Linked DNA regions of Anas platyrhynchos: all the other regions are linked to region 4. A link is a contact called in public Hi-C data. All regions are on one chromosome and are shown on one strand. The core of a region is the stretch at or near the end of the contact, and the rest is flanking DNA. Distances in the headings are between cores, read along the strand shown. Region 1 overlaps SKAP2 (src kinase associated phosphoprotein 2). Region 2 has its middle 88 kb from the start of CBX3. Region 3 has its middle 110 kb from the start of CBX3. Region 4 overlaps SNX10 (sorting nexin 10).

Region 1 (6,386 bases), core at 1,863-4,362, 160 kb before region 4:
TCAGAGATATCTGTGTATTTTGTATTTTCCATGTTTGTTCCAAAGTAATTTCTATCTTACTAATCATTCCATTTTTGAATGGGGTCACTGTTTTAATAATGCTTCATTTGTAACTCAATATATGTGTGTGTGCAATTTCAGCTGTTACAATTTATTGAACTGCTGTTAGGATTGATCTTAAAATATTTACCTCATAGGAAAAAAATTAAATTTGGATCCCACAATACTCTTACTTGGTATTGCTTTGGAAGATATTATTTCTTTAAACTATTATAATTCATTTTGTTTCATATTTATCTCACTAAGCCTAAACAAATTTCAAACAAAAGTACATTAGTCATCTGTCAGACATATGAGATCTGCTGTAGAATTTTCTGTGGGCCTAAAGCAATAGTAGACTTCGTCCATAGAAAGAGATTGTGTATTAGATCTATAGTATTCCCTTCACAATTGGGGAAATTATTATTTAAAATAAGTTGTCTGTAAGTTTCTTAGAGTTTAGTCTTGCGATGCTGAAAGAATCCCAGCTGATTCCTGTATGTCAACATCATGATATTAGATATCAGTTACAAAGACGAGATTTTTATATATGTGACAAATACAGGATGGAGAGGTCAGCTATTTTTAGTATGTGTTGTAGAGAATTGTGGCCATGATTAAGAAATTTTCTTGAGCATGCCAGGCCTTTTTAAAATTTAACTTCTATCCTTGCCTAACTCTGTCTGTGAATGCCTCTAACAAAAAGATATAATGTTTTAATTTTCAGTTGAAATGATAACAACTGTATATAAGAGAGAGCATCCATAAGGAGTTGCATACAAAACTCTATTGCATTTATATCAGACTAAAGGTTAATATTGCATATTGTTTTCAATTAGGAGTACAATAGATTTGGCTGGTGGGTAGGAGAAATGAAGGGAACCATTGGCTTGGTGCCTAAAGCCTACATAATGGAGATGTATGATATTTGAGAGGCCTGGGTAAGTACATTTTAATCCAATCTTCTGTAATGGCTTATATGTTCCCTTGTTCTCTGTTTCATAAGTATTTCTTTCCTGGAACCTTTGTAGAGTCCTGTTAACATAAAGATTATGGCAAAATATATTGAAGGTTCAATTAAAGCACTTCTGGGATTCTGTATGAAATATTAAACCACAGTGTACAAAAGATGATGTATTTTATAACTACAGTTCTCTTCCAGATATGTATGTATATGTATGTATATGTATCTATATGTATGTATATGTATATTGGGTGAAACAAAGTTGGTGTGCTTTCTAGTTAGTTTTGCTACTTCAGTAATATGTACGTATCTGTGCAGAAATCTGTGGAAGGGGATAAGTATTTGGACTGAGTTTTATACGTGTGTTTTAGTTTTTTTGTTAATGATATGCTTTCAACTTCCCTTTCCCTAATCAGGCGAAATCTGCACTTGAAATCAAGAGTGGTGTACAGCTGCAGTTTACAGACCCGACCTCTGGAAGAAGATTGTGCCGTACACATTTTGTGGTTTCAGCAAACGTAGTCAGATCATTGCCTCGTATATATTAAACATTAAAAACTGTAATTGATTATAATTCCACGGAAATGTTCTTCTTAGTCACTTTTTATAGAATTGTAATGCTAGGAAATGAAATCCATGGTAATTCACATATGGAGCACAAGCAGTCAAATAGTGCCTGTTGCTCTTTTCTTAAGCATAATAGCAGCACTCTGTATTGCTATACATTTGTGTTCTTTCAGGGAGTTTGGCTGTGTTTACCTGTTACTCAGATTTAAAAAAATTAAGCTGGACTTCAAAAGTAGAAAACTATTGCACAGTTCGTACATGAATTAACTGTTTCATGTAGTAGTTCACTGTACATTTTTTTGCAGTTTTTATGAAAATCAAAGGAAATTTCTGTGTACTATTTTAAGTCTTCAAAGTATTCTGCTTCCAAGTGTGTTTTTTGTTTGGTTGTTTTTTGGTTTTGTTTTGTTTCAGTTTCAGCCAATGATTTATTTTTTTCTATATTTAGCTTTGTTAATGTTAATGACTGTTACGGTACTACAAAATGAAGGCTTGGCTCTTTTGCTGATGTAAATCTGTCTACGTGGGGTAATACTGTGCTGATAGCATTGTGACTTGGAGGTATGAATTTTGTGAAAATTTGGCAAAGATAATGTATTAAAGACAACAGTTTTTGGTAAGCCAACATGAGATAAAAAGTAGATGAGTGATTTTGTGGGTGGTGAAATGCTATTTTTTTTATCTCTACCTTGCTTGTACTTTCCACAGAGTAAAATCTGCATACCCTGTTGTGTGGAATTTCTGATGCAAGTTGTTCAACAGACATCTTCAGCTCTGAGTTAAAAAGGGCTGTGCCTGCATTCTTAGTGTCAGGACTTTGTGGCTATGAGCATCAGTTGAAACATTAAAAAAAAAAAGTAGATAAATATTTTCACTTGTGAACAAGGAGTTGGACAAGGTAGAGTTAATTAAACCTCTCCTTTTGGAGATGTGTTCGACTAGTAGCATGGAAGATCAGCTTTTTTTGAATCCTCCCCCAGACTTGATTTGTGGGCCCCTTAATCTGCCAAGGAGGCAGGTCAGGCCAGTCTGAGGCTTGCTGAGCCTGTGCAGGTCCCCCTGTAGCTGCTTGTGCTGTTTATGCTTCAGGCAGGCCCTGGGAACACTGTGGGTTAAAGGGTAACGTTAGCCTAAACTCAGGGCTAGGTCCTTTTAATAAGCTCAGGTGCTGTGCTTGTTTTAGGTCATTTCTGGTACTTCCTAGTACACTGGATCCTAACAGGAATCAACGAAGGTACAGAGTTTTGGTATATATTTTTAAAAAAGAGATACTCATTGCGATTTATTCTGGACGTTATCAGTGACGCATTCAAAGGATAGATTAGAGTCTTCAGCTCTCGTGCTACTTTATCAAGTCTACTTGGGGCTTGTGCACAGAAGGTAAGGCCTTAATGCCACAGCCATAAACCCCCTTCTCCCTCGTTAACACCCCACACCTCTGCGCCCCGAGCTGCTTTTCCTTTTCCCGGCGCCCCAAATTCCCGCACCGCCTAGCTTTTGGGGGTGAACCCTCCTTCATCGGCCGAGGCGAACGCGGTCCGTGGGCAGGTGTGCTTGGAAAAGGCAAAAAGGGGCTGGGAGAGGGGGCGGCTGCTGCGCGCATCCCTGCGCCGCGCATCCCCGCGCATCCCTGCGCATCCCTGCGCATCCCTGCGCTGCGCGCCCGCGGCGGCAGGTGGCAGCAACTTTTCGCCGGCACCGGGAGGAGCCCGGCTCGGCCCCGGCCCCCTTCCCCCTCCCCTCGTCCCCGCCGCCGCTTTTTGCCTTTTTTCCAGGAGAGGGAGTCCTTCGCCAACGGATGGGCACCCGGCCCGCCGAGCTCCCTCCTCCCGGCTGGCGGCAGCGGGAGGAATAAAGTGCCTTTTGTCTGCGGAGCGGCTCGGGGGTTCTGCCCCCCTTCTCGGGCATGGGGGGGGGGAGGTAAACGAGCTGCCTTAAAACCCGAGACCTAACAGAAAGCTGCTCGGAAAGTCACCGCGAGTGTCTCGAATAAAGCAGCGGTGGAGCGCGGGCGGGTTGTTTGCTTTAAATCCGTGCAGCCGCCGTAACCTTTTTTGGCTAAGAAAACCTTCGCTGGTGCTACTTAAACAAATCTCGGTGTTAGAAAATGCTAATCGCTTCATTTTCATTGTTTGCTTAGGTTGCGCTCGCCTTTCTGTGAACAGCCAGGCAGCTAATTTTTTAAAAAGGTGGTTGTGAGTCATATTTTGTACAGCGTTTTACTTGATTATTTGCTCTGTTCTGAATTTGTACTATACTGCCATTAGATCTTACAATAATGTTCTACTCTGCAAATTTTTAAGGTTCAAATAAAGTTTAATTGTTTGCAAACTGTTATGATGCTAATAATTCAACAGCCTGCTGTGTTACTAATGAAATTACTTTGTTATGATTAATTTGGAAAATAGTGTGTTGATTGTAGTAATTAAGCACAACAAGGTGAAGTAAATGATTCTAATGCCATCTGGCCTCCAGACTGAATGAAGAAATGAAATGGGGCTGTCATTTGAATTTATTCAGAGAAGTAAGGGTAATACAAATGCTTTTTATAGCAGAGGCGCCCAGATATAACCACGCCACTCCGGTACTTTTTCATGTACTTCTACATACAGATAACTGGTTCACATATTTGACCAGCACCTAGTTAGGATTTACCTCTTTGTACGTACTGCCACCAATTACATGTTCCAGTAGTAGTGTATGCACCAGCTCTTCCATCAGCGAGATCAGTTGATGTGCATCAGCTTACTTTTATTCTCCCCTCTTCATGATAAAAACTTTTGTTGACTGGAATTAAGCTGAATGTGAATACTAATTAAGATCCCATTCTATATTTAAAGCCAGATGCATGAACTTTGTTTGTTTTTGCTTTGCAGTTTGCGAGCGATGCAGAATTAGGAGGAGGATAAAGAATAACCCTTTAGAACCTGATCCAAAAACTGCTGGAACTGAAGAACTGTTGAATTCAGTTTCTCTAGGATCAGGCTCCCCAAACAGTAGCTCAAAACCAGGCCCTACAGTTTTCAAAATGTCTTTTGCGAAATACTTTGTCCTCTTTCTTAAAAGGACGCAATTATTTCCATAACCTGAACTAAATAAAAGAGATGCACTGAATTTTCTGTAGCGAAAAGATGGAAATTCATTTTTTTCTATTACAGGTAAAGAAAAATGAAGTTGTGGGTGTAAATGAGAATCCTGGTTTGATAAAGCTCACTGGGATCTGTAGGAAAGCTGTAAAATATTAAAACATGGGATGAAAGTACCCAGGTAGATGACAAAGGCGTACACTTCAGCTGCATGAGCCATTTGATGTTTCTCTCATCTCCTTCCCTCAAGTTGATGAAAAATTTATTAATATGGAAACTGGGGGAATAAGTGTATGCATAGAAACCTTGTAAACAACTTTCCACTTTACATAGCACAATGTACTGATAAACTGTAAAACCTTCACTTACCAGGGTTTCTCTGGGGCTGACATCTCTCAGACAGATGTCTGTTTCATTCCATCTTTATTTGGAAAAACACTGTCATTGAGCTCAGTGAAGAGCGCTCTGCCAAATCTACATCTCTGTTTCAGAGTGCATTTCCCACCCTACAGCCCATGTTATTTTGTGAGGGGTCAACAGCAACCAACTTCAAACCACAGATTTAAATTAAAGGGTTTAAGCTGAGTTATAAGTGCAGTATTTCATGCTCCTGGAATGAAACTGTGACTTGGCCAGTCTCTCCTTGCTACGGGAAGAAGGAAAGGGAGGCCAAGATGATTACTGGATGGGCAGGTCAAAGAGATGCTCCTTTTCTAAGCCAACTGAGTTGTGCCAAGGAGTATATATTTCTTTTCCCCCCCCCTTTACATTGTAAACCACAACATGTAATGATAAGCTGTAAATCATTGTGTTGTAGCCTTTTATGGATTTGTTTAGGAATGATTTTGTAATAGGATCTAGGCAATTCTGTTTGTGCTGTGTGGAATTCGTAGTCAACACCCCATGAAGATAAATCCACAGGGAGCTGGATCCAAAGCAAAGTAGAAGAATAACCACTGCACCTGAAAGGTATACCAACACAAGTCAATTTTAAAATTGGAAATGCCAGCTTCTTTTCACCCTTTGGGAAGGAGCAAGTCTTAATTAACAGGAAAACCACTAAAAATCCAGTGTCCTCTTGTAGCAACGTGTGAGAGAATAAAGCACTGCAGTGTAGTCAGTCTGAGAAGAGCTGCTGGTGGAGACAGATGTTTTTTAAATGCAATTTAAACTATGTCCAATATTTTTTTCTATAGCAAACTGGTGGGTTTGAGCTTTTATCCTGGAGTAGTCTCAGTGTCTCACAACCTGTAGAACAAACTTTCTCTCATCCTCTGCTATGAAGCAAGTGTTACTTTATAAAGATTTTTGATGCCTAATGAGCATTTTACAGCAATACTTTAAAGTTTATGCTGTGAGATGAAAAAAAAAACTCGTACATTCAGTTACTGCGGGAGGATTTATGTTGGCAGAAGAGAATAACCAGTCTGGCTACTTCATCTGCTGTAATTGCTTGTATACTTATAAATATTGCCATGGGATTTTCAATGGCCACAAGCAATTGGGATTTCAGTTTTTATACCTTGTGCTATGAGACGGGGTGTGCAGCACCACACAGCTGACCCCCGTACAGAACCACTTGGGTTAAAGGGAAAAGTATTACCCAGGATCATTATCAATCTTTCAAACGCCAGCAGCGCAGAAGTGTGCCTTTGCAGTCTCCCACCCAAGAGCTGACATGGCCCAATGCTGCTTTTTAATAGTCAAATCTAATAGGGTCAGCATGCGAA
Region 2 (6,820 bases), core at 2,217-4,716, 150 kb after region 4:
TTACTTCACAAAAATGTCACAGCTTGGTTCTTTGTATTACGTGCTTTTGCCTGACTTGTGTGTTAACCACCTTCCTGAATCTTCCTGGTTGGAAGGATGCAGCCAAAGAAGATGGATTTTTAAGGTAAAATTCAGCCCTAAGTATTATTTCTTAATCTTCAGCTATAAGTTTTACCTTATCATTTAAATTGGAATTACATTTTTATTGTAGTTTATCAAAGTTGTATGTGGAAACATTCTAGAATTAAATAAAATTATATCATAGCCTATATATTGTACATTCTATGGTATTGCATTATTTTTAATCTATACCTGAAAGACATCAGGACATATCTTGAGGTATGCTCCTAAGAGTGGTAACTACATAGGTTCCCAGAAGCTGGTAATACTACCATTACTACCATTCCTTTCGATTTCTTGAACTTAAAAAAAAAAAAAAAAGTTGAAATTTACAGTTTTCTGTAAGGAAAAAAAGCCTGAATGCTTGAAAACAATGAAAATTTCTTCGTTATAGGGAGATAGATAAACATACTAGAAATCAGTGGTCAGTGACTGCAGAAAATCAACTGACACTTGAGAAATTCTGGTATAGGAAGCCCCTATACGTAACAATATTTTACATTTGGAAGCCTTTTACATTGGCTGTGTCTTAAACCAGAGCTGCAACTGGAAGCAGACATTACTACTCCAGTCCTGCAAACCTCCCCAGTTATGACTGCCAAACGAAAGTCTCCAATTAACGAAGAGGATGACGGACCAACAAACACCTTCATCTATTTACTGAACATGTGGGTCCCCCCAGCATCTCTGACTGCACATTTTTCAGTGCTAAACATTGTACCATTCACAAACGTGGTACTCAGTCCTGTGCACACTGCACAGATCTGCATTCACTGCTGCAGTGAGAGTATTTGCTAGGTGAGCAATAGCCTCCGACAAAGACAGAGGATAGAACTATTAAGTAATGATGAAGCTGTGTCAAGCCTCTACAGAGATGTGCAACAACAGTGTGCTTACACTAACCCTGACTCTCAGCCTGAGAATGCAGTGGTTTCACGTGCCATTTCAAGAAGCACTTTTGCTAAATTTTGAGGCATGATGCAACGGTTTAAAAAGCGGATAATGTATCATGGAGAACATTCTGGCTAACATCCCAGGTCCATTAAAATCGGTGTGGGTTTTTCCTCTGGTTTTGTGCTATATGTTTGTTATTTCTCCTCCTTCACTCTTTTCACTTATACCCGGTTACGATATTCATTAATACATGCCTTTATATCAGGGTTTGTTAAAAGCACTGCATGTCTTTTATTACATACCCAGAACCCAAGTCTGCACCCAATGACAGAAAATTATTTCTGTTTTGAAGAAACAAAAATTACTGATTTTTCCTCACAACCGTTGTTTAATGGACATAGGGTGGGTAAGTGGAAGAGGGTGTTTATTAAGCTCTAAAAGATGGGCTGTACGCCTGAGGCGTATTTTTTTTTTTATGTATGTTGCATGAAATGTGTGACATTCTGTTGGATATGACTTTAAAGCAACTCTATGCCCTGCTGTAGGTTAAACACTAGAACATAAACACCTACATTAAATCTGAAACAGACAATAAAATAAGAAAACACATTTCCATTTTCTGACTGACCTCAATCTCTGAATGAGGACCCCTGCATGTTACATTAGCAGGCTGGGCTCCATTACACTGATGCACGCTCTGCTCAATCTACTGAGATATTGATTTTTTACAGAGCATACACACTGTAAAATCAATATTCCCCTACACATGGCAGTGGCAACAGCATAGCTGAGTCCAACGCCATGGCCTAGCACAGGGGTTGCACGCTTAGGGACCAGGGATAGATGGGGAATGGGAAGGTAGGAAATAATATACCTGTGGCAAAATGACTGGGACAGGGCTGGAGAGCAAACGGCATGATGAAGGTGTGGACGGGGAGGAACACGCTTTGCAAACACCTCGGGAAGGCTCACAGAGGACTTGCGATTTCTGCTTCTGCAGACAAAGGAGCTGAAGAAGAGGAGGAAAAAAATAAGTATTTAAAGGTAAGAGATCCTTCTGGGATTCTCCCTCCCCAAATGTTACATTGGAAAAAATATAAATGTCAACAAAAAAAATGTTTTTCATGTTATTTCCCTTTCAGACACCGACATGCCAGCTAAGGCTTGGCTTCACCAGCATCACTGGGGTCCTGCTTAGACAAAGATGATACAAGGGAGTGTGTGTGGGGAGCGGTGATCCTGTTACGGGGCAGGGCCCTGGCTCCCCATCCCAACACCTCACGGCCACGTAGCCGTGTGTCAGTGTCCCTCTGGGGCTGCTCTGATGCCTTGACACACGCGGGGGCATTTTTATAGCCAAGGCCTACACGGCCGCAAAGCTGGGTGCAGGTGGGTTATCCCCACCGCTGACTGCATCAGCAGCTTTGCCCAAGCCTGGCGGGCGAGCTGATCGATAGGGCAGGTTTTATGTTTAATTAATTTAATTTGGTGTAAACGGAGATGAATGGCGGCAGGGATTACTATTTTTCAGCGCGTATTTATTTAGCCAACTTTGTGCTAAGGCGAACTTTGAAATCCTTCTTAATAGCTGCGGGAAGCGAGAGAGCAAGGTGCCAGAAGCAGCAAACTCTTGGAGAAAATTAAAAAAAAAAAAAAAAAAAAGAGAGAAGAGAGAAGAAATCTCAGAGAAAATAAAATAAAATGAAGAGAGAAGGAATCATCTGCTTCAGAAAACCAATCCACCTGAGCTTTCCTGTCAGACTCGAGAGGGAGAGGAGAGGGTGTTTCGAAGCAGGGGCGTCCATATTTTGGGTTAGGACAGGGTGAAGGAGGACTTTTTTGTATTTTGGGTTTAGGACAGGGTGAAGGAGGACTTTTTTGTATTTTGGATTAGGGCAGGGTGAAGGAGGACCTTTGACACTGGGGTTTAGAGCAGAGTGACAGGACTTTTCACATTTTGGGTTAGGGCAGGGTGAAGGAGGACTTTTTGTATTTTGAGTTAGGACAGGATGAAGAAGGACTTTTTGAATTTTGGGTTAGGGCAGGGTGAAGGAAGACTTTTCAAATTTTGGGTTTAGGGCAGGGTGAAGCAGGACGTTCCGCATTTTGAGATTTGGGCAGGGTGGAGGAGGACCTTTCACATTTTGGGATTAGGGCAGGGTGAAGCAGGACCCTCCACACTTGGCGTCAGGCTGAGGCAGGACCTTCCACCTTTCCCACACCCCGCGGGTTTCGGGCAGGACCCACACTCCCCCGGCGCTCTCCATCTTCTCCCCTGCTCCAACTTTGCCCGAGCTCCGTCCCCATCCCCACGGTGCCCACGGTGCCGACCACCCCCATCTCCCTGACGAGATCCGCGGGCACGCGCGCGGCTCTCCCCCCTCCCCTCCCTTCAGGAGCGGCGCGGCCCCGCCCGGCGGGGAGGGGTGCGGGGGGAGGCGGGGCGGCACCGCCTTCGCCGGGCGGCTTTGGCGCGGAGCGGCGACAGCAGCCGTGACCTCCGACCCCTCCCGGCGCTGGCCAATAAGAGCGCGGCTCGTCCCCGAACCCAAAATTTCCACGTCGGCAAAAGTCAAGATGGAGCGGGGCGGCGCGGGGCCGCGCGGGGCGGCGCGGGGCGCGGGCACCCGCACGGGACGGGACGGGACGGGACCGGCCCGGCTGGGCTCGGCTCGGCTCGGCTGGGCTCGGCTCAGCCGGGCGGAGGGGGGCGGACCTGTTGCGCTCGGCGGCGGGGCTGAGGGAAGCGCTGCGGTAACGGCGGCGGCGGAGGAGGAGAAGGAGGAGGAGGAGGAGGGGGGGGGGGGGGGATGAGGGGTGAGGGAGGCTCGGGGGGCTCAGGGGGCTCGGGGCCGTTGCCGCGGTGCCTCCCCGGCCGTGTCGCTAACCCCTCGCCTCTTGTCGCCCCTTCTCCCCGCAGGCGAGCCGCGAGGCGGGTCTGGTCTCCTGAAGCAAAGTTCTGTGACACTCCGACTCTGGTTACGATAGCAGTCAGTGCACTACAGAACTTTGTCTCCGGGGGCTGCTGCTGCCGCTGCTGCCCCCCCAGCTGGACACGTCACGGCAGGCCCGGCGGAGCGGCCAGCAGAGGTGGGAGCACCGCACAGCCCGGCACCCGCACCCGCACCCACCCCAGCTCGGAATAAAGGCTCTGTGAGGCGCCCCGCCGGCCTCACGCCACGAAGTTGTCTTGGGTTGTGTCTGGGGGGGAAAGGAGAGCTGCCTCAGGGTGGCCGGGGGGTGTCGGAGCGAGGCCAGGCCGGCTCGACGTGGCGTGGGGGGTGTGTGGAGGTGCTGTGCGCCGCGCCTCGGTGTGCTGAGCTGTGAGGGTGCAACAGCAGCACCTGAACCCAGCGCTGGAGCTGGAGGGAAGGCTCCGTGCGCCTAGCAAAAAGCGCTGACATAATGCCCTGCTCTAACTTCAATGCGTTTAAGTTGGCTGTGTGAATGCTGTGGCTTTGCTTGGTGGCACTGAGCTTTTTTTCCTCTTTAGGAACCTTAAAAACCCCAACATGGGTCAGGTAATAGCTACTACCTAAATCCAAGCCTCTGAACCTCTCCAAAAACAGTGTGATTTGCTGTAAGTCAGTACCGTGATACTTGAGCCTCGCTGTTTGGGAGGGGGCGCTTTGGAAGGGCGAGTGAGAATGGCATTTATTAATACACTTGCAAAGTCTTATAAACTTACTTGATGCCTGCATTATAATCAACGTGGACAGGGGCTTTGAGGGCTGAGAAGGGACAGGCCACGATCAGCTTCCTTCCACTTCAGTTGAAGTTGGAGTCTGGCAGCAGCACAATGGAGGCCCATCTCTCTTCAGAAACTTTGCACGGCCTCTTGACGTGTAAGCAGCCACGGAGCTCTTGTGAGGACGTAATCAACCAATGGGCTCTCGACATAATGAGCATAACGTGAAGGCAGGAATTGCTAAAGGTTAGGTAAAGTAAGGTATGGCTTTTTTTTTTTTAATATTAAAAATCAGTATGTACTATGGAGTTTGTCAGTGAGTGAGGCTTTTACAGCATGTTCTGCATTCTTTTGCACTGTGTTCTGTGGTAAGTTAGAGATGCACTGCTTTTATATGTGTATATATATATGCACGTATATGTGTGTGCTTGTCTATGTGTATATACATAAACATCAGGGATCTCATATTCTGTTGGTTTTCTGTAGCTAATCATCCCCTTTGGGCTCATGAGAAACCTAAACCAACTTTTCTTTCCTGCCAATCTGAATGTGGAAGGTACAGCAAGATTATACACTTCATAGAGCTGGGCTGGAAGCTGAAATGCTATTCTAAGTACATGCTTTTTAGCTCAAACTGCTTAATCAGAGGGTAGGTAAAGTGAGGAGCACTTACTGTATGGCAGCCCATGTGACCAGCCAGGGCTATATTTGGATACTGGAGGTCTAAGGAATCCTTTTTGCTAACCATTTTTGGCCAATTGCCTGCCACTTTACGTTGTGCAGTGTGACGTCTGCTAAAAAGGACTTGGAAGCCTGGTGTCTGTTTAATCAGTGCGGTTATAGGGAAACACCTTGCATTGTTGCGGCTGCAGTACCACTATATTTAATTTAGGGGTGGCTGCTGCTTAATAGGCTATATAATGCAAATTACAGCTACCGATCTTTGGACTACTGAATAGCCTTTTGGAGGGCTGTGGACCTTAAATAGTTCTCTTAGATACTCAAATTTAGTGGTTAAAACTCCAGATTCTTATAGTTAAAAGAACCCACAGAATTGAGCATATGCTTGCTCTTTCAGGGTGAGCGTAGCATGTTTGGATTTTAGCTTAGTACAGTGTAACTTTGGCCCGGAATAGAGGAGCCAGCTACTGAAGTCTTTTTCACTGGTCTGGATGTGGCAGCAGATAGCAAATCTGAATCCAGCTGTGGTGGGAAGGAAGAGTTCATCTGCTTTCTCATGTTTCAGCCGGAGACAGTTTTCTGCCTGGTTTATTTCCATGGTGGTCAAGCCGAGTACCTGCAAAGGTGAGGTGAGTAAAGCTTGGCCTTCTGGTGGCCCTTGGCTTCTCCTTGCCACGTGCCTGTGACATGCGGTGCCTCCTGTCCTACAAGTTGTACTGGAATAGTGACCTTTTGGTGGCACTTCTTTGATACAGGCCATCATGTGACCCTAAGGTAGGGCTAAAAGAAGAGCTCCACGCTTCAGATCTTGTGCTTTGTTCTTGCATTGAAATGCGTTGGCCATTCAGAAACATGCACCAAAAGCGCTGTGTCGTGTGGCACGCGTGGGTTTTGTATGCCAGCTCTTGTTGCGTGAGGCTTGTGAAAGGTCGTGAGGCGTGCAGCCGTGACTGGGTTCCTGAGTGGGAGGTGAGTTTTGACTAACCTTTAAGAGTAGTGTCTGATCAAGATGATGTGGGAGCTGGAAACAAACACAGTGATGCTATTTAAAATAAAGTCTGAATGTCAATTTGTGTAGCTGCATTGATACGACTTACTTTCCAATGACTTTTTGGCATCTTTGGTTTTCTGCTAGGTAACACATCGCTGGAAACATACTCTAAACTGCTGCGTTATTTTTTTGGTCCTCTGAAACTCTGAAGTGTCTATTTAATTATGTGCCTCTCCTACTTGGAGGAGCGACAAATGAACATGCTGAGTAAATTACACAAATTTCTAAAACAGTACAAGTCTTTGACTGCTCCTTCAAATAGGAAATCATGCCAGCTTATTTTTCTGCAAGCTGGAGAATAGCAAAGGCGTTTGCTGTCAAATACTTTGAAAGTTGAGGCTGAATGTATCTGGTATGACCCAGATTGCCTGTGTGTATTGATCCAG
Region 3 (6,941 bases), core at 133-2,632, 160 kb after region 4:
AGGCTGTTGTGTCTCAGCCCTTGGTCTCTGGAATGGGTGTGAGACAAGGTCTCCTCAGCCCACCAGGCAGTGATTTGGTGTTCTGCACCTCACCATCGTTAGCTGGAGTCAAATCAGCAGGTCTTTTTGGACAGTCTCAAGCAGTTGTTCCAGAGCAGTACTTTCTTATCACACTGTCCTACATTTACTAGCCAGGGATCAAAACCCTGCATTTCTTTTCCACCTGAGCCACCTTGTGGGCCCTCTTCCTATAGCTAAAATGTTATTTTTGAGAGAAAATATATCAATCATGGTGTATATTTCAGAAAACAGTAATGGAAGCTGATAGAGATGAAAGCACATTGGGGTTGGACCCATCACTGCTTGATCACCAGGCTCTTTAACTACTTCTGTGAAAAGAATTGGCCTGGTTATGATGTAGTCCCTAGCAGGCCAGCAGCCTGCATACACACATAAATAAAATAAAATAAAATAAAATAAAATAAAATAAAATAAAATAAAATAAAATAAAATAAAATAAAATAAAATAAAATAAAATAAAATAAAATAAAATAAAATAAAATAAAATAAAATAAATAAAAAAGAGTACCCAGACTGCCCCAGCAGACATGGTGTGCTGGGTTCACACTGGTGGGTGCAAGAAAGTGATGATATGGGTGCAGGAACAGATTATTCTTGATTATTCCAGATTCTGTCAGGAGTCTATTGGGAAATAAATTCACTGAAGTCCCAGAACAGATTTTCTCAACACTGCTCTCACAGCAGGAGGAAATCCGGGAGGTCACTGAATTAGGCTTAATGTTCTCTCCCAGCCTGTGACAGAGAAGCCTTTCCTATCTGTGGAGGTGGGAATCATCTGTTAGGGTGCTGCCCTCTTTATTGTACGAAATGTCTCAAATGGTGCCCCGAGGGCATATATATATACCCAGTGCAGGGTAACCACGCAGTCGGTCCGTATGAAATGGTTTTGCAAGGAACGGAGTGAAGGGAATTGTTTAACAGGGCAGGACTTCTATGCTCATCACAGCCACCTGAGGCATTGTATTTTTTTTTTTTTTTTTTCACAAGCAAAGGGCATTCAGATGCTCTGAATCCTCACATTTCTGAATCACATGTAACACAAGTCGGATGAACAATGCCAGTCCCCAGGAGCCAACGTGTTGTGCCCCTCCCTGGCCACAAACCTCCTCTGACCTGCTAACACCAGATCTCCAGCTCCTTGGGAGAGATGCAGGACAGAAGAGACCTGTTGATGGAGATTTTCCACGTGTGAACAGGCCTGACAGCAGCCAGAGGTGATGGAGATGCTCTGAACAGACACACAGGAGCAGGGAGAGTTTGGCTGCACTCTCAAGGCTGAGGCATCACAAAAACACTCCTGCACTGCGCCTGAAGCACGCCAAGCCCCAGGTTTGGCAGGAGGCGAGGGGTGGGAGCTCCAAAGGTTTATTTATTAAGTTTCTCGATGGGCTGCTCTCTGGGCTGTCGGGCAGGCGGGCGGGGAGCTCTGACAGATGCTGGCCGCGCTGCCACCATGTAGCCATTCCCCATTCATTACTTCAGTGACGGGCAGGAGCAAAGCCTCGCTCAGCCCAGTGCCAAGTGATGCAGGGTTAGTGCTCGGCTTGCTGCACTTCAGTGGCACGTCCTGTGGCTGGGGCAGTTCCAGTCCTGGCTTGAGGAATTTATCAGCACAAAACCAAATGATGGTCGTATTTTTCTGTTTATTTTGCATTTTTCAGGGTCACTGTGCAGATTTCTCAACTTGAACAGGAGAAAGCCTGGCCTCAAACCCTCACCGTGCAGGCAGGGAAATGGGCTCTGGCTGCAAGAAATCCTGGAGCACGGGAAACGTGTCCTTTTGGCTATCAGGATGGGCAGCCCTGTCACTGCCCAGGGTGTAAAACAGCTCTTGGGCATTGCTCCCTGGTCCTGCTGGCTGGATCCATGGGGAAAAGGGACTGCTAGGGCAGCTGGAGAGAAATGAGAGACTGCAGCTCGGATAAGGTGCCAGTTCCTCAGTGTGCTAGCCTGAATACCTATTTATGTGAGCATATGTCATTGCACAAGCATTTCTTTCTGTATCAGAATAAGAAATTCAGTTTTAGATTAAAGGTAAAGCAAAAGTGTTTCCTGGGCTCTGATTTGAGCTTCTGGGCTCCTCCCTCAGCATCTGCTGATAGGGGTAAGCCCTAAAACACAGAATGAGCCACTTTTCTTTAGCTGTCGCATTACCAACACAACGACTAGGTCTCTGACAGCTGCACAGCACACGGAAAATATGGCATTTTAAAAGGTTTCTTTACGAAGCCAAAGCTTCACTTTATATTGGAGTAAACCTGGCATAGCATCGCTGCCTGCCTGTCACTGCTTGCCTGCCCATACCTAAGGGCAGGCTTTGCTCCGTGCCCTAGAAAGATTCGGGTTTCAAATTAATTTGTGCCTTTATGAAAAGAACAACAGCTCACAAATATTCTGGGCCAAACTTGAGATGATTGCCTGATGAGATAATAAGCTGCTAGTGCTCTAACCTGACAGTATCACTACATTGTTATGTTCCCGAACAATACTGCATTGTGGAAACAAAACACACGGGCTGTTATCCGTCAGCCAGCAGTGCGGGAATAAAGTTATTTAACTCTCAGAAGCACAAGGATCAGTATCAGAGGGTATGGAACAGAAATGGACAGCCAGGCCATGATGGTTAATTAATTTTAAATTACTCTCAGTTTATAACTGGCCAGACTTAAACAATGTAAAAGTGACAGCACATGGTGAGTACGATTGGTCTGATTTCCCAAAGTCCAAAAGAGGCATCTTAGGAAGACCACGGCAAGCTAAGGAATGCACACACAAACATTCGCTTTTAAAAGCAGTTCTTATTTATCTACTTATTTATTTTGCTCGTGTTGCTGGCTAAAATAAAAAGGCTCTGTGCAATTACAGCACACGGTCTGTGTTCCTAAGGCTCAGACCTCAGCCTTTTAAATTGTAGCAATCTGGGACTGTTTCAATCTGGGACTGGTTTTGGGAAATGCACATTTAATTTGCATTTCTCCTTTTGGATTTGCACAGATACCATTTGGCCCAGGCACTGCTGAAGCCGCTGGCTCAGGCCCATACATTTTTCTCGACATGTTCACGCACAGCTGGGTCAGGCGGACTTTTACCAGAGCAGCTTTTACTTTTTAAATCAGGAAAAGGCGCAGCAACAGGAACACGACCCCTCCAGAGCGAGCTCCGTGCGTGCCCACCTCTAAAGCTCGGGATGCGCAGAGCTGGACCCGGGCGCGGCCAGGGACGCGCAGTACTTACTTACCGCTAATTACTGCCTAATTACCAAGGGGTAACGCGAGGGGGGCAGACACGGAGCAGCCGCGCGGGGCGGGGGCAGGCGCAGGGTTTGCGCCGGGCGTTGCGCGGTCGCGCAGCGCCCCCTGCCGCCCGCCCACCGCCCTGCGCGCCCGCGCAGCGCCCACCCGCGCCCCCGGCAGCCAAGGGGGGCAAAGCCCACCCCGGGCTGTGTCCAGCTTGAGGTTTTTTTTTTGGGGTGGGAAGCGGAAAGGTGAGAGCTGGCCCGCAGCGCAGCTCGCCGTGGGGGCGCGCAGGGAGGTCCCGTGCGCTGCTTGAGTGGTCCGGGTGGTGGGGATGGAAAGGGACCGACCCCATGCACCTACATAATAAAAGGGATGCTCCCTATCACGTCTGCATCAAAAGGCTACGGGGAGTGCCCTTGGGTTGTCACTGCACCCAGTGCTGGTCTGCAGCCTGGTTCCTGCAAGGTCAGAGGGGCAGCTCTTCCACACAGGCAAATAAATGACACGCTTACTGTACAAAACATCCCTCACTGCACAATCCCATCTCATCTGAGACCATGCCAGATTTTGGTAAGTGAAATGCGCCAGCCCTACCTAGCATACAGCCCGGTCTCTGCCAAGGTACCTGCCCCTCCATGGCCTGCTGCCTTATAAATCATGTTTTCTTATGTATTTATTTATTTATTTCTGCATTGCAAGGGTGTACTGCAGATTTATAAAACATTTAAGAGCCGGTGGTTAATGTTTCATCTGTTCATGAATATCCCGAGGGACCAAAGTATTGTTTAATCTTCTACTAAACTAACCATGATTTATACAAAAGTTGTCTGAAGTGTTTTTCTTTTATTAGCAACACCATCGTGTGTCAAGAGCAGAACCTAGATTTATCTACTGTTCGTGCTGCTCGTATAATACACAATGCTGTGTGCATTGAGTAAGGAATAAAAAAAAAGTAAATATTGCTCCTGCTGAGTGAGGATCTATGGATAGATGGCTTCATCTCCGAGGGGGTTTGGACACAGACCAACATACCCCAGCCACAGCAGTTAATAAAGCCCTGAGTGTGCTAAAGGTCTGAAGCACTCCTTGCCTCTGAAGTGGCTTAGCAAGTCAAAATGAAAGGCTGTGGAAACAAAACAAAACAAAACATACAAAAAAAAAAGTTTTGGTTGTCCCTTCTGGCTGCCAGAGCGCTTGGGCTTGTCCATGCAGCTCAGGTTGGAGATCCTAAATGGGGAACACTAAAAAACAGCTCCTTTTGGGAACCTGGTTTAGAAAGCAGTATTTAAACTGGCCATCTGTACTGACAAATTTGAGCAATTGTAAAAGTTTCAGACAGGACTCTAAAAATGACATGACCTACAGACACGTATTTTATTACCTCTCACTGACCCCATTTCCCAAAAGTTATGGGAGGAAACCTCCTTCCTCCAAAACCTGTGAGCTCTGAACACCACATTCCCTTTTGCATTACACCCTGTGCCCAGACATCCGCAGGCCCGGCAGAGCCCCAGGGCAGCCCCACACCTGGAGCATCACAGGTGTCCCTCCACAACAAGCCCCACATCCCTGTCTGAGCTTAGCTGGCTCCATACTCTGTGCCTGAACAAGAAAAAAGGGGAAAAAATTGGGATTCAACAACCACAGCTAGGGCAAAGCTTAGAGACAGCAAAGGCGGTGATAAATATTTTTATTTTGCCACTTCTCAAGGGACATGTTAAAGAAGGAAGTATGTTTATTATTGCTAATCAGAAACTACAATGTGACTCAGGGGCTGGGGTTGAAAGTGCATATAAATAATTTAGTGTAGAATATATTATAGGGATGCGGCGTAATTATCAAAAGCAAAACAAAGAAATGAAGAAAAAGCCATTCCGGCTCTTGAATTATATTTGGTCAGATAATGTTCTTCTTTTTCCTTGTGTTTATATATATATATATATTACAAACAAAAAGAGAATTATTTGGTTTGCACCTCTGCACTTTCTATTCTCAAGCCTGTCTTGAAAATCTCAAACTTTCCTGCCCAGAGAAGACAAGAGATGTGGAAAAATAAATGCTACTGTGCTGAGAAATCAATTTTCTCTATAAACACAAGCTCAACTAATAAGCCACAGGAAGTTCAGAATTCAGGTTACATTTTATCAAGTGCTGAGACACAATAAGCATGGTAAAAATTCAGAATGGTGCTAGTCTGCCCAAGCAAAAGGGCTTGCCTTAGAGTTACTGAGTAGTAAGTACAGGACTGGAAAGTGAGGATTTCAGTGTTTCTGACCACATTGGACGTAAAAATTCACTTTGTTTTCTTTCATACGTTAGCAGAGGGAAGAGGCAGATATTGTCCTGAGCAAAGCTTATACCTGAGTAAAACTTACGTACTTGGGTCCTACCTGATTTAAATACACACTCATTCATTCCCCATTTGAAAGCAATGCTAACCCTTGGTATCAGTCGGTGCAATTCAAATTGCAAAATTCAAAATCAGTGATTGCAATTCTCGCTGACATCAAGAAGTGCAAAGGTGGGCCAGCCTTCGGTTTCAAGGCTCCTTTCATCAATACTCCTGAGGCTGTGCCACCTGGAGAGTGGCCTGGGAGAAGGACGGATGAAACCACAAAGAGAGGAGAGACATGGACAGAAGGCTCTGCGATTGTTACCCAATGGACCAGTTGGTATCAGTAGAGGAATGGGCATTTTGTATGAAATATTTCCCTTGTTGGGAATGGAAGGATACTGCGGAGCCACCAGCACATCAGACTTTCTGTGGCTTCACAGTATGGTAACTCCGTGAGTTTTCTTGCTGTGACACCAACTCTCAGAAACAAAAAGAAAAAAGCAAAGCCAAGAGCCAACCTAAATCTCAAAACAAAACAAAACAAACACTAAAACTAAAAACTAAACAAAACAAAAAAATCCTCTTCTCTTTCCTTCTTCTCTTTCCCCCCTTCCCAAATTTGAGATGCCCCCCCCCCCCCAGATTTGAGATATTTGAGATGATGGTTAGCTATTGATCTTGTACCCTCAGTTGCGGACAGAATTAATCATTTAGGCTTTATTTTACCGTAATTCTTGGCAGCTCTCCATACTGAAACTCTCAGCTGCCAAATGAGGTAAAAACAGATATAAAAATGTTCATTTTGTATATATTGCAATAGAAAAAATCATTCTAGCAATAAATCACTGTCTTAGTTATGGTTTCTTTTGTCATCTCAATGGCCCTTATGGCCAAACCACAAGTTTTACAGCAGAAGAGTAGCAGGGAAGAGCTCTCCAGCTTTAATGTAGGTACGTAGGATACCCACACTGTCAGAAATGCCGGAGATTTTCGGCAGAAAAATCTCTCAAAATGCCAGAAACAAAGGCCACATAAACATGGTCCTCGTCTCCAAAGGTGAGGATGATTTTTCTTTGGATAACAACCACAAAATCACGCATAAGGGATACAAGCAGTAAAAGTCAAGTCTTCACTGGCATCACAACCATATTTGTAATCATGACAGAAGGAAATAGATGTACACACACTCAGGAGGTGAAAAGGGGAAACGACTGCTGAAAAACAAATGATACATCACTCTTCTATTGAGCTTTCCCCATATCCTTTGCATAAAAAGGTCAGATGCAGAT
Region 4 (6,552 bases), core at 2,591-5,090:
TCTGCTATAAGAATAACTTCAAGGACATTTCTCCCATTTAACCATCTGTTATTACCACATGGATCAATTAATGATTTTTAGGCAGTTGGAGGTATATACTCTTATGAAAATTTGCTCTCTGATTGATAACTGTCTATATACGTTTTAAAATGGCTAAGCTTTTCTTTTTTCTTTGGTGGGGGAAAGAAGTGTGTACAGAGAGAGGACTTCAGACACACGCAGTGCCAGGACTTTGAAGTACCTGTAAACAACAGAGCTGACACTCGCCAAAATCTGTTTACACTTTTACAGATACACACGTTTAAGCTAGAGTGAAAATGCTGATACTGAACGATATTTTAAATGCACCTATAAACTGTTTTCAGGGAACCTTGAATACTATTTCATTTTAGCTATGCTTTTCAAAAGTCCATTTTCATATTTGGTTTATATATATTCCAAGCCAAGTCTTCAAATACATTTAGCACAGAGCATTTAAACACAGTACGAGTGAAGAAAGAACAACACATTCCAGTAACACAAAGTTGTAGAGGTACTTTTACAAGGAGGAGAACTGCAGATCATTATCACTATTTTGAAAAAAATAATGCAACCTTCCTGCAGCATTTATCTACCGAAGGAATTCTTCAATACATATGTCCCAGATTATATAACAAGTGACTTTTTGCTTACGTGTACACGTAATTTTTTTTTATTCGTATGACTAAAAGTCATCAGAGCCTATAACCGTGCCAAATAATTCTCCATGAAAATTACTTAAATATCTTTAAGCAAACCATAACTATTAGAGTCATTATTTACCTATTTCTACCCACTTAGGTTACAAGTAGTTACCCAAAAAAAGTCATCACACCATGCAAGAGGAAACAAGAAATGACATTAATGCAAGAAGTAGTAAAAGCAGTAAGAAATTGTGCATTTGATAGGTACTCCAACTAAAATGAAATGTATAACTGATTAGTTCCTTCTATCAAAAGAGATTAATGAAGTGCTTGGACTGTAACATTTTAAAATACAAATACATTCTGAAATCCGGGCTCTAAAGTAGCCAACATTACAACAACATTTAATTAATATACTAAAAAATGTCTGACTTTATCTAAGCCTATAAAATTCTGTCAAATCAAAATAAATAATAAGAGATAGCTAACTGAAAACGTAGGATATTTCTGTACTCACATTTGCCTAGGAAAACACACACACACTCCCAGCCAAATAATTCAAACTTTGTTATCTTCCAATGAGTCTAATGATCTACCAGGTGCATGTAAAATTCAGTCTCAGAAGGACCAGATTTTGCTAAAACTCAAACACATTTTCATACCCCCATAGTCTTTTTAATCCTATATAAAGTCTCGCAATTTTACTTTAAAATAAATATAGCAAATAGAGTATACCTCCATGAAATCAATGCATGCAGTGTTTAAATACACTGAAAAGCTTCTTAGCAGTCAAAGAAGCAACCAAACGCTAAGTAAAAATGATCCAAAGCACAGAATTTACAAGTCTACACACCTTGACAGCAACAGCCTCATGAATAGTTTGGAAAGTCATCATTCACTGGCCACTAAAAGAGGATCTCAGCCTTGACTCTTGATAAACATAAATTCCCAAAGACGACAAACATTGCGACAAAAAGTAAAAGACAAAATAACCATCCCACACAATAAATCCATGCTTATAGTTTATGCTCTTGCAGGAGTAAATTTTCTCCTCCCTCTCTTCCTCCTCTTAAAAAAAAAAAGAAAAAAAAAGTATAAAAAAATAACATCTTGGAGCTTACTCTGGAGTAACTATGAGTTACCAGTTTTCCCAGGCTTGGGAGCACAGTGAGGGGATGCACATTGCTGCAATTCTAACATTTGCGTGTCTAATACAAAGTAACACAGCAAAAGCCAAGATATTAAATTCTGCCCATGGCATTCAGTTTCACAGATTTTCCTCTTCCTCTACCTTCAAAAGTTTCCTGCCAACCAGCGAAAACACAAGTAACTAACTGCTCATGAGATTACACCACACTTACAGCTTTGTTGCTGCTTGAAACGTATTTTATTTTCTTTATAAAATAATGGGTAATCTTTAAAATTGATTTTAGATGGTTTGAGGCATTACACCAGAGAAGTAATGAGCACTAATGTCAATGATATTGGACACAAATTCATTTTAGCTTTATTTCATGTCCAGTACAATTCTGCTAAGCCTTGAACTGCTAAAGCCCTGTTATTAACTCAGCGGTAACCTAACACAGGGAACAGCAAACAAAAGTGATAAGAGTACAGACTGATCAGGACCTCAAGGCTACCGTCCTTTTTCTGCAGCTATAATTCAATTTCCAATTTTACTTTACATTGGACTCATTATTTCACAGTCATTTTCTTCTCTGCTTCACAGTGCCATCTGGAGGTGGAAAGAGTGAAGGGAAACCGAGGGGATGAAATTCAATGTGCACAAGGCTAATCCCACATGCGCGTTTTGGGGGCGGGCTGGAGGATACCAAACACACAAAGCATTCTGCAACGCATTTAAAGCCCTCCTGCAAGCAAATATACCCACACCTTTCACCCAGTCACATACCCTTGAAACGTTTCTTCCTTCTTTTAATTAAAACATAACTTCTGCTCCCCCCCCTCACCTGAACCAACAGGTTGGATCGCTTTTTAATTGCATCCTTCAAGCGATCAACATGAAAAATAAATGCTGTGCTATCCGTAAGGGTTACATTTTCCTGTTGGAAATGCTCCCGTTGCAAGGAAACGACCACACGTTTGTCACCAGATGCTGTGGTGGCATTAAGTGCTGGTACAGCAGCCGCCCTTCAGGGCCTTTGCTGTCCCAGGGACACGTTGTGGGAGCTGGTGGGAAAAGCAGGTTTGGCTCCAAGGCCTTCAAAATGAGGAAGGCAGGAGAAAAGGCTGAATGCCCTGATGTTACTACTCGGATACACGTGTGTGGTGTGAACTCAACCAGTAGCAGAGTGCTTCTCGAGGAGTTTTACTGCAGCGGGTGTCAGTGCCGAGCCGCAGTTGCAGCGAGTGGCATCGCTTCTCCCCGCAGCCGTGCTGCTGCAGGAGTCACGGCTCCCTCTGCTAACTCCTACAAGCTGCCTGGCCGCGTTCAAGGGAACAGCAGACTTTCTATGCATGCCTAGAATAAGAATGCAAGGCTAAATCCTGCAAGTCTTCATCACATCAGTAGTCATTACTTGTCAGAGATCTCACTCCTCTCTGCCAGATTGCTCACATGCATAATGACTGCTTATGTGATTAAGGGGGCTGCAGGATAAGGCTCTACGTTTGAATTACAGATAATAAAATCATTTTTTATTCGTGGCCATGCGGATCTCTGTTTGTAAGCTTTCAGTAAACGCCCGTGATCTCTAGACCTTTAAAGAAGAAGGGCAGAAAAGGCGACTTTCCGACCCGAAGAAATAACGTCATTTTTGAGGAAACGCCGGGCAGTACACGAGGAGCATTTCTCCTTCCCCATGTTACAGCAGAGCATTTACAAAAGACAAAACATGTGCTTTGTCTTATTTGGACGGGGTCCAAAATCTGGTTTTCTTCAACATGATTTTATTAGGTATATTATACACTGCTCTGCTGGAGGAGAGCAACATATGGCCGAACAGTACAACTTAATCCTAACTAAAGATTTCCTGTATCTACTGTAACCTAATACAATGACAGATGCACACTTGTATGTGTGTGGAAGGTTAACACTCCGATTTTGTTTTCAACAAATTTACTCTGCCCATTTACATCATATCACGAGGGAAAGGGGAAAATAAAACTTGAGAGACAGCAGATCACAGCCTGGGCTGTGGTGCCCTCTATTGAACATCCGCTCAGCCTCTCGCAGCGAGCGCAGGGCTCCGCAGTAAACAAAGCTTCATTTCCTCCTTTTAAAAAGCCTACTGTGTCTCCTCATTCATTTTTTATAACAGAGGAAATGTTACTGATAGCAAGCAACTGTGAAGCAACTGTTTAGGATCTGATAATGAATACATTTAGGAATTAACCGACACATGCCTGCAAAGCATTATTCACTTCAATGGATTTGCTGCCCTCGCCAGAGAGGAAATAGTTTCAAGGTTTTGCTCGGAACAGCTCCACTGGAAAGAGGTGGCCACCATCCACTGGAGGAAATCCTACCTGCCCCACGGCCACCAGTGCTGCCACCTGTTCTGCGCTGACGAAGGAGCCTCTGAGGCCCTGGCAGGCTGGGATCCATCCTCCTCGGAGCCAGTCTCCCACTTTCCACATCTGCCTGTCCCCATGGGGACTTCTCAACACTTACACCAGCTTCTGCTTGTGGGACTGCAGGAAATCTAAATCCCAAAGTTAAACCTGTGCAGCTAAACAGGGCTGAAAGCAAACAAGATCTTACAGAACCCAGCATTATAAGGTAGTTTTAATTTTGACCTCCAGTTTAAGAATAAGCTTTTCCAGTGAATCTATCCTCAAATCCATGAGGATACCTACCAGAAAAAACACACATCATTTTCCTTATTCTTACAAAGTAATTCATAATTGAAAATGGGCTGGCTGGCTTCCGTTAATGCAAATGGGTTTTTGAAATATTAAATTATGCCCAGACAAGAAGTAAGCCTTACAGCTCTTCATCATTCAGAGATAATAACCTATAAGACAAGCAGGTCCAACCCTGTATTTGTGTGGTAAAGCCAAACCAAAACTCAAAACCCACTTCCAGGCTTCACCAAACTCTAAGGCTTTGGTTTAGTTTCCAGCTGTCGGCATGCTCAGCATGAAGAAGCTACAAAAAGGCCCATTCTAAGTGCCTCAGCGTGCTACCTAGTTCTGTGAAGGAGGACAAGAGGACTCTATAGCTGCCTACATACAGGTGATGTGAAGGTGTTCCCAGGATAAAAGACAGGAACTGACACTTCTGGCATGTGGCTACCGTCCTGGCAGAGGCTGCAGCAACCTTCTCACACTGAGCAACGGGCAGGAACAGAAAGGGTTTAAAATCTGAACTCCATTGTCAGGTATGGCTCGGATCCTGATGCTCTCACAGCGTACTGAATATAGCTTGGGTTCCTGTATCACCTTGACAGATACACATAGGTTAGGATCCAATTCCTTCCCTCTGTCACAAAGAAATATCAGCGAAGGCTGTGAGCTTGTGCACGATGACTGCTGCCACTGCTGGGGGGAATGAGGCACTCAGTTTTGTGGTTCTGAGCAATGCAACTGTGTTCTGGCTCCTTTCCTACTCCCTTCCCAATATACCAGGGAGGTCCTGCCTTCCCCTGTCGCTGCCACACCAGAGAACTTGTAGCATCCATACCCGGACTTCATGTAAAATCAAGTCTGTCTTTATGTTTTTATATACACTTCTTTTTTCTTCTGCCTTTGCATAAGCTATATATATACACTCTCTATATAAACTGCCAATATGTAAAGGCAGAAGAAGTGGGATGGTGTCAGCAGTATTAGCTGGAGCAAGTCCAAAATCAGCAGTGATCACATGCAAGATTTAAAGACAATGTGCTCATCAATGAGTTCCACAAGAGAAAGAAATCACAACCTTTGGTTCAGACTTATTAAAAAAAAAAAAAAAAAAAAAGCATCATGGCAGCCTAGTTCAGCCACTAAAAAGATGCCTTCTATAAATAGCAGTACATCAGACATGCCAGCCAGCAGAGGGCAATGGTACGGCACATAATTTGCCAAGCCAATTCATCACAACACAACTGTATCTCTGAAAATTCCTTCCAACTATTCCCCCGGGCTGAGAGAAAAGCCGACACCTTTCCAAATGGCATCCAAGTTCAAACATTTAAATCATCCCCTTACGACAGAGATGCCTCTTTTCTCACTCCTGGACTAAGAGCAGTAAGGTAACATGCTCAACGCGCTGTCATTTTCTCCTGTCAGTACCCATTTAAGACACAGACATCCACAAAATTGGAGAGTGATGATCTGTTTTTAGAGAATCTACCTCTGTGTCTTGTCTTCTGAAGCACTGACAGCAGCTGTAAATATTTCTGATGCTGCAGTATTGTCCCGTGTTAACAGATGAGCCTCTTCACTATTTTAATATATGAGTGATTTTGAAAACGTGCTGCTCCGTGGGGCAGCACACCTAAGGCTGTGTAAGCACCGCTAAAAATTGCTCAGACACAGGGACATGAACTACCTGTGGTCTGACTGGCCATTAGTGCTCTCTCCCCTGGAAGCACCATCACTAGTTCACTGTCTTTCTCTTGTGAGGTGAAGAATTAAACACTAATCCTTTTCTGCTTTCCTTTCCCCATCTTGTAAGTCCTCAACCAGCATGTAGTGACCATCCCTTTGGCACAGATCCCATATATAACTGTACACACAAATATTCCTGCAGCTCCCACAATGGCTAGCTCCTCCTGCCTTCAGTTATTTAGCCTAACATGCATGCCTTAGGATCAATCATTTATCATCTGTTAGGGAAACCTGTAATTATAATATACTGAGTGGAAAAACAGTGGTCCAGTATTCCCCCTGCCCCCCGACCACAAGGCCTAAAACCTACTTAAATGATTATTTTTTCCTTTGC

What was found. Hi-C and Micro-C count contacts between places; a contact is called where the count stands out from the background.
Region 1: a Hi-C map of small yellow follicle shows a contact between it and region 4, with 5 times the contacts expected there. The contact joins two enhancer-like sites. A contact is called at or near these places in 6 of 8 Hi-C or Micro-C datasets (F5 follicle, liver, skeletal muscle and 2 more).
Region 2: a contact with region 4 is called in a Hi-C map of skeletal muscle, with 2.7 times the contacts expected there. The contact joins two enhancer-like sites. A contact is called at or near these places in 4 of 8 Hi-C or Micro-C datasets (F1 follicle, skeletal muscle and subcutaneous adipose tissue).
Region 3: a Hi-C map of F5 follicle shows a contact between it and region 4, with 4 times the contacts expected there. The contact joins two enhancer-like sites. A contact is called at or near these places in 6 of 8 Hi-C or Micro-C datasets (F1 follicle, F5 follicle, liver and 3 more).

The regions. Positions count from the first base shown.
Region 1 is chr2:124,721,174-124,727,559 of IASCAAS_PekinDuck_T2T, forward strand. It overlaps SKAP2 (src kinase associated phosphoprotein 2), which reads left to right. Exons shown (of 13, transcript XM_027450966.3): 12 at 879-980; 13 at 1,420-3,907. The coding sequence ends at 971. Among named protein-coding and RNA genes, the nearest start is that of SKAP2, 120 kb to the left of the region's middle. Within about 2 kb of position 3,113, at least 1 of the 8 cell types and tissues checked has an H3K27ac peak or open chromatin away from gene starts, as enhancers often do.
Region 2 is chr2:125,027,970-125,034,789 of IASCAAS_PekinDuck_T2T, forward strand. No RefSeq gene overlaps it. Among named protein-coding and RNA genes, the nearest start is that of CBX3, 88 kb to the left of the region's middle. Within about 2 kb of position 3,467, at least 7 of the 8 cell types and tissues checked have an H3K27ac peak or open chromatin away from gene starts, as enhancers often do. A contact at or near this core is called in F1 follicle and subcutaneous adipose tissue, where this site is marked.
Region 3 is chr2:125,048,184-125,055,124 of IASCAAS_PekinDuck_T2T, forward strand. No RefSeq gene overlaps it. Among named protein-coding and RNA genes, the nearest start is that of CBX3, 110 kb to the left of the region's middle. Within about 2 kb of position 1,383, at least 1 of the 8 cell types and tissues checked has an H3K27ac peak or open chromatin away from gene starts, as enhancers often do.
Region 4 is chr2:124,881,896-124,888,447 of IASCAAS_PekinDuck_T2T, forward strand. The region is part of intron 5 of SNX10 (sorting nexin 10); the gene reads right to left. Among named protein-coding and RNA genes, the nearest start is that of SNX10, 30 kb to the right of the region's middle. Within about 2 kb of position 3,841, at least 5 of the 8 cell types and tissues checked have an H3K27ac peak or open chromatin away from gene starts, as enhancers often do. A contact at or near this core is called in F1 follicle and subcutaneous adipose tissue, where this site is marked.